2 separate regions of the Sus scrofa genome follow, and region 2 is linked to region 1. Evidence: chromatin contacts called from public HiChIP or PLAC-seq data. All regions are on one chromosome and are shown on one strand. Each heading gives the region's core, a stretch centred on a gene start, on an enhancer-like site or on the middle of the called end of the contact. The rest is flanking DNA. Distances are from core to core; before and after follow the strand shown. Region 1 overlaps PRKAR2A (protein kinase cAMP-dependent type II regulatory subunit alpha). Region 2 overlaps C13H3orf62.

Region 1 (3,446 bases), core at 372-2,871:
ACTAATTAAAAATGAAATAACACAGTTTTATCAGGCAGCATGTATATACCCATTTTGTTTACCTTTTCATCCGTTCGAGCTAAATGCCTCAAGTCTCTTTTGTTTTTAATTACATTTTATACTGCAAGTCAACTTTTTTTTTATGCTTTTGAACTCTTATGGTTAGAGGGAACACGTTAAGAATTTTAAAAGATGTCTTTTTTCCATGATAAAGTAGTACTTTTAAGTTTGCATTTAAATTTTTTTTTCAAATTTTTTTGGAGTATAATTGACTTAGCAATGTTGTATCAGTTTCATGTGTATGCATTTAAATTTCTTTTTCTTTTTTTTTTTTTTTCTTGCTTTTTATGACCATACCCTCGGCACATGAAGGTTCCCAGGCTAGGGGTTGAATCAGAGCTGTAGCCACCGGCCTACCCCACAGCAACAGCAACTCCAACTCCGGATCCTTTTTTTCTTTTTTTTTTTGTCTTTCTGCCATTTCTTGGGCCGCTCCTGCAGCATATGGAGGTTCCCAGGCTAGGGGTTGAATCGGAGCTGTAGCCGCCAGCCTACACCAGAGCCACAGCAACACGGGATCCGACCCACGTCTGCGACCTACACCACAGCTCACGGCAACGCCAGATCCTTAACTCACTGAGCGAGGGCAGGGATTGAACCTGAGTCCTCATGGATCCTAGTTGGATTCGTTAACCACGGAGCAATGAAGGGAACTCCTGAACTTAAAATTTTTTATTCCTTCTTTTATCTCTTTGTTTCAGACATACTATTCTTATTTTACAATAGTTCTATAATCTTTTATTTTATTTTATTTTTTTTTTGACCACCCTGCAGCATGTGGAATTCCCAGGCCAGAAATTAGATCCAAGCCACTGTTGCAACCTACTCCACAGCTGCAGCAGTGCCACATCCTTAACCCACTGTACGGAGCTGGGTACAGTACCAGGTTAATACTGGATCCTTAACCCACTGCTCCAGTGCTCCAGAAACACCGCTGATCCTTTTGCTGCCACATCAGGAATTCCAATAGCTCTATAAGCTTGATATCTAATCTTTTGTTTGATTTGTCTCCTGATAACATCCATGCTAAGTTGTTTCACTGTGTGCTTTATAATTTTAGGTTTATACTAATGTTTAATGGGGTTTTAATTTTGGAAATCCCATGAGCCCTAGGTTCAGGACTTAAAGCTGGTGTACATTTCATCTGTCTACCTGAGTGACAAGCACATGATCAAAGGAAACTTTTCCAGGGAATTCCCTTGTCACTGCAGCAGCTTGGATTGCTGCCATGACGCAGGTTTGATCCCTGGCCCAGGAACCTCCACATGCCATGTGTACAGCCAAAAAAATATTGGAAAATAAAAAAGAAACCCTCCCACATCCTCCAACCTAGAATGCAAGCTCCATGAAATCACAGGAGATCTTTGTGTTGTTTACTGATGTATCCCAAATTGTTTACTATAGTGCATGGCACATACTAGGCATTCTGCCTGTATTTGTTGAACTGAATTTATCACTTTCTTTCCTGGTGGATGGATTAATTTTGACTAGTCCACTCTCTTATTGAGGAAGTAGTGAGAGCTTGTTGTAGGTCCTTTCTTTTTTTTTTTCAGGGCCACACCCTATGGCGTAGGGAAGTTCCCAGGCTAGGGGTTGAATCGGAGCTGTAGCTGCTGGCCTATTACCTACAGCTGCTGGCTGTTACCTACAGCCACAGTAACTCAGGATCTAAGCTGCGTCTATGACCTATATCACAGCTTACGGTAACACCAGATCTTTAACCCACTGAGTGAGGCCAGGGATTGTATGTCCCCACGGATACCAGTCAGATTTGTTACCTCTGAGCCACGATAGGAGCTCCAAGTTGTAGGTACTTTCTATCAGGAATGGCTGGAGTTTTTAACTGAATATTTGTCTGATGGTTCCAGTAACATGACTTTGACTCCATGCTATGTAAAAAAATAATCCAATCCTATTAGGATAAATGAGCATTTGCCTCCTTCCTGGGTCTATATTTCTTTTCTTTTCTTTTTCTTTTTTTTTTTTTTTTTTTGTCTTTTTGCCTTTTCTAGGGCCGCTCCCATGGCATATGGAGGTTCCCAGGCTACGGATCCAATCGGAGCTGTAGCCACCAGCCTATGCCAGAGCCACAGCAACACCAGATCCGAGCCGGTCTGTTACCTACACCACAGCTCATGGCAATGCCGGATCCTTAAGCCACTGAGCAAGGCCAGGAATTGAACTTGCAACCTCATGGTTCCTAGTCGGATTAGTTAACCACTGAGCCACGATGGGAACCTCAGGGTCTATATTTATTTCAAAGGCCTCATGTTAAACTTTGGCTGAGCCATTTTCAATTTGTTTTTCATAATTCTCAAATTTCTGGGGTTTTTTGGAGGGTTTATATGGCATATTATGCATTTTTAAATGAAAGTAGAATAATCTTTTAAGGTTAAAAAAATCACTTTGTTCAATGATATAGCTTAGTGGTAAGAATTTAGATAACTATCAAATATAAGGAATGATAGGTGAAAAGTAGAAAAAAATTAGCAATAAGAAAACTTTTTTTTTTTTTTAACCTAAAGACATGGGATACATTTTTCTCATTAATACTCTGACAATGGGCGGAGAAAACCCACCCATATTTAGGGAGAGTATAACTTAATGCTTAATTTTTCATTTTAGTAATACTCATTAAAAAATTTAAAATGAAATGTAAATGCGATTAGCTAGCACGTTTGGGGATTATCTTTAATAGAAGAAAATGTAACTATTTGATGTCATAACAGTACTAGTAAATTTAATAGGTTTTTTATTCATTTGGTGTGATACAGATTGTATGGAACTTGATGTGAGCAGAAATAAAATTGCCACTGAGTATGTTGAAGTTATAAATAGCTTGTATTCAAAGACATATGTTATTCTTTATACTGTTTTTATGTGATCATGTTGAACCACTATCTGTGGTTGATTATGGAAGAGTATAATTTTTTATTGCTTTTTAGGGCCGCACCCATGGCATATGGAGGTTCCCAGGCTAGGGATCTAATTGGAGCTACACCTGCTGGCGTAAGCCACAGGCACAGCAATGCCAGATCCGAGCCTCGGCTGCAACCTACACCGCAGCTCACGGCGACACCAGATTGTTAACCCACTGAGCAAGGCCAGGGATAGAACCCACAACCTCATGGTTCCTAGTGGAATTCATTTCCTCTGTGCCGTGATGGGAACTCCAAGGAAGAGTATAAATTGACCCACCACTTGGTATGAGGTGCTTAGTTCTGTTGACACAGATCTTTGCAAAAAAAAGGGAGAGATGGGGTCATGTGACATAATGATGGTTAAATGTCGTTTCTTTGTTTTGCAGTTCCAATTCCTAGCAGATTTGATCGGCGAGTATCAGGTATGTGTTCTTTTTCATAATATATTACTAAAATGCTATTTTA
Region 2 (3,446 bases), core at 703-3,202, 370 kb before region 1:
CAGGGCATAGTTCCCTGAGAGCCAGGATAACACATGTGTCTGTATCCTCCCACTTATACTCTCCTTGGAGACTGGTAGATCGTTGGGGCTTAATAAATACCCAAACTAGAAAGGGGAGCACCATGGCCATCTTGAAATATGGCAGCCTGCCAGCCCCAGGGCAGGAACGTAGGCTTTGCATAGTCTCAGGAGATGGCCACCCATTTGTGGTTTTTAACTTGTGCCTGAAAAGTCTTCAGAAACTTCTCATTGGAATTGTAATGCTGAATGCTTTTATTTTTAAGACCATACAAGCATCCGAACTATTGAAGAATTGGCTGGAAAACTAGAATTTGAAAACGAGCTGAACCGTGTGTGTGGTCACTGCGAAGATTCTCCCTTTAAGGAGGAAGCCTGGGCCCTGCTGGTGGATGAGAGCCCTCAGAAGGCCTCAGATGCGGACCCTGGCAGCCTCAAGCAGGCTTTCGAGGACCACAATATCGTGGAGACAGTTCTGGACCTGGAAGAGGACTACAATTTGATGACCTCTTTTAAATACCAAATTGAGTAAGGACAGTTGACTTCAGCTTTGATCTTTACAGCAGGAGGCTGACTTAGAGCGTCTGTGCCTGGCATTCACAGTTGTCATTGGTGCCACATTCTTCAAAGGCTTGCCAAAATCTGAATTACCCCAGCCTTTTAAATTTCTAGTTGTGTCCCTTTTTAAGCTGAGAGCCCCATTTTTTTTTTTTGTTCTTTTTTGTTCTGTTGCTTTGAAATGTTTCTTTGTTTTTTTCCTTTACTTTTTTTGATATCTTGACTGTTTTTTTTAATTGTTATTCAATATACCCAATACCCAAGGCAGGTGCAGGTCATGGACCTCTGGTGTGTTTCTTGATGTTTTTTCCCATGGGCCCCTGGAAAAGAATGGGGGCCAAAAACCAGTGTGGGCTTTCTGTACCCCTTATGACCAGCCCATCCCAGGCCTGCTTGAGCCTGTATGGAAGAATTGGCCCAGGCATCTGCCACATTTGCACACTCTGCACACAAGACTACCTGTCTCCTGCCTGGGCCCAGTGCCCTCCTCATGTCCAGACCCTCAACCCCTTCATCCTTGCCCTTGCCCAGCTCAAAGGCCTCCTTATGTCAGAGTAGCTGGCTGCATCCCTGGTCTCCTCCTGACAGGACATTCCCATGAGGCTGCTCTACCACACATCCCAAGTCAAACATCTAGGCCCTCTGTTGAGGGGGCATAGAGAGGGATAAGCACGGGTCTTGCCCATCCACTTCATGCCTGAGCCTCATCTACCCCACTCCAGCCCTGGACACCCTGGAGGCCAGAGGTGGTTCCCATGATAATGACCCTCCTGGGGCAAAACAGGCAGGGAGTGAAGGAGGAGACAGGCCACTGCCCTCTGAGGTCAGCATAGCAGCAAGAGTTTAGCAGGGCTGGTTCTAGCCTCACCCTTAGAGAGAAAGGACATCATTAGAAACTTTTGGACAAAACTCTCAAAACCATGATGTTCTTTCAGGAAACCTAATAATTTGTTGGGCAAGGTATGATGCCTCCCAGAAACTGAGTCTCAGGGAAGTGGCCACCTCCTAGGCTCTTAGGGGAGGATGGGTGTGAGGAGATTGGTGCAGAAGCTGTGAGACCCAAAACCCAAATAAACCAAAGAGCTGGGGAGGAAGGCCTAGGTGAGGACCTGGCCATATTTTTGGCTAGTGACCCAGCATAGGGCAGGCTGCAGAGCTGGCAACACCCCTTTACCAAAAGTCTGGATATTTCTCTAGGCTCCCAATTGGAGGCCTTGCACCTACTCAGCAGTGCAAGGCTGGGCCCATGCCTGCATCCCTAGAACTAGATTCTGGTCACTTCATGGGATAGGCCTTTGCTGTGGGTACAGTCACCAGTACTGCCCTGCTAGGTTAGAGGGCAGGACAGGCTAACCAGAGACTCCTCCCAAGCCATCTAATGCTCAATCCTTGCAGCAGGTGGCACCCTTCAAAAACGCTCACAGACTGGGAAGTTGAGCACCAGTTTTTTCTCCCTGAGGAGGAAGGATAGGAGCAAATGAGAAGAAATGCTCACAGCCTTTTGCTGCCCCTCTCAGGGGAAGAAGGGGCCATCTAGATGGAGAGACTTCAGACTACTTGATAGTCAAAAAAACAGGTCTCCCAACAGTGAGTTCCAAATAATATGCATTGATGTGTATACTCTCCCACAGAGGTGAAGCTTAATCCCCATCCCCAACAATCCTTGCGCTTCACCACCCCTTGAGGGTGAGCTGGACTTAGTGACTTGCTCCGAAGGACTAGAACAGGGACAGAGAAAGAGAGTAGATTACATGGAGAAGCCTGGCAGACATCACTTAACCAACTGGCAAAGATGAGCACCACCCATGGTGTCCTGTGCACGTCACCCAGACCTGACTGGAAGCGGTAATAAAAGGTTGGTTTTTATTGGTTTCCACAGTATTCCCACCAAAAACCCCCATCCTCAGGCCAATCATGACACAAACGTCAGATAAACCCAGATTGGGGGATATTCTACAGGCTACCTGGACAGTCCTCAAGACTGTCAAAGCCAAGACTGTCAGAGTCAAAAACTGTCACACAGCAGCAGACTCTGAGGAGACAGAATGGCTAAATGCAGCACAGTATTCTGGATTCGTCCTGGAACAGAGAGGACATGAATGGAAAAATGGATGAAGTATAAATACAGGTTCAAGTTTAGCTATTATTAATGTATTTATGTTAGTTTCTTAGTTTTGACAAATATGCCATAGTTATGCAAGATGTTAACATTAAGAGAAGCTGGGTGAAGGACATATTTAAACTATCTTTGCAACTTTCCTGTAAATCTGAGTTTATTCCAAATACATTTTAAAATGTTTTTTTTTTTTTTTAAATGCAGTTGATCCCAAGTTTGTGAAATGTAAGTATGAGCATGCATGCATAAAATTGTTATGGAGGGACCAAGGAGGGTTTTGGTCTTTTTTGTCTGTATTGTTAAGTTTGCAGAGGACATGTAGACATGTCTGTAGAGAGAAGAAATTAGAGTTGTTTTTTTTAAAACTCTCATCTCCAACAACCAGTCTTGGGCATCCTTCACCAGATACATGCCCAGAGGTACCCTTCACAGTTTACACACACGGGGACAGGTCCAAGGCCTACAGAGTAATAAAACATTTCTGGATACAGACCCCTCTGGTCTACAAGCCTTATGCCACAGGCTCAGCAGGACCCTGACAAGGGCCTTATCCTTCTCTGAAGGTGTTGGACCCTCATGGATGGAAGCTTTAAGTCTCACAGAGCTGTTTCTCAGAACTTCGTTCTTACTCCCCTGGAGAGGCTTTACAGAGGGGATGGCTACGGGGAATGGGAATCTAGCCCTAACCCTACAAAACTGAAATGAGAGGATTTTTTTTTTTCTGCCAGCAGCAGAGACAGCGGCCCTTGGGAAA

What was found. HiChIP or PLAC-seq counts read pairs in DNA pulled down with a chosen protein or histone mark.
Region 2: a contact with region 1 is called in an H3K27ac HiChIP or PLAC-seq map of alveolar macrophages. The contact joins two enhancer-like sites. A contact is called at or near these places in 1 of 47 Hi-C or Micro-C datasets (embryonic fibroblasts) and 1 of 2 datasets of contacts at active chromatin or transcription factors (alveolar macrophages).

Annotation. Positions count from the first base shown.
Region 1 is chr13:31,473,831-31,477,276 of Sscrofa11.1, reverse strand. PRKAR2A (protein kinase cAMP-dependent type II regulatory subunit alpha) reads left to right here. Exons shown (of 11, transcript NM_214258.2): 2 at 3,368-3,403. Among named protein-coding and RNA genes, the nearest start is that of PRKAR2A, 41 kb to the left of the region's middle. Within about 2 kb of position 1,621, at least 2 of the 83 cell types and tissues checked have an H3K27ac peak or open chromatin away from gene starts, as enhancers often do. A contact at or near this core is called in alveolar macrophages, where this site is marked.
Region 2 is chr13:31,842,192-31,845,637 of Sscrofa11.1, reverse strand. It overlaps C13H3orf62, which reads left to right. Exons shown (of 4, transcript XM_013981667.2): 4 at 285-3,446. The coding sequence ends at 550. It also overlaps a transcript of USP4 not described here. Among named protein-coding and RNA genes, the nearest start is that of C13H3orf62, 4.9 kb to the left of the region's middle. Within about 2 kb of position 1,952, at least 10 of the 83 cell types and tissues checked have an H3K27ac peak or open chromatin away from gene starts, as enhancers often do. A contact at or near this core is called in alveolar macrophages, where this site is marked.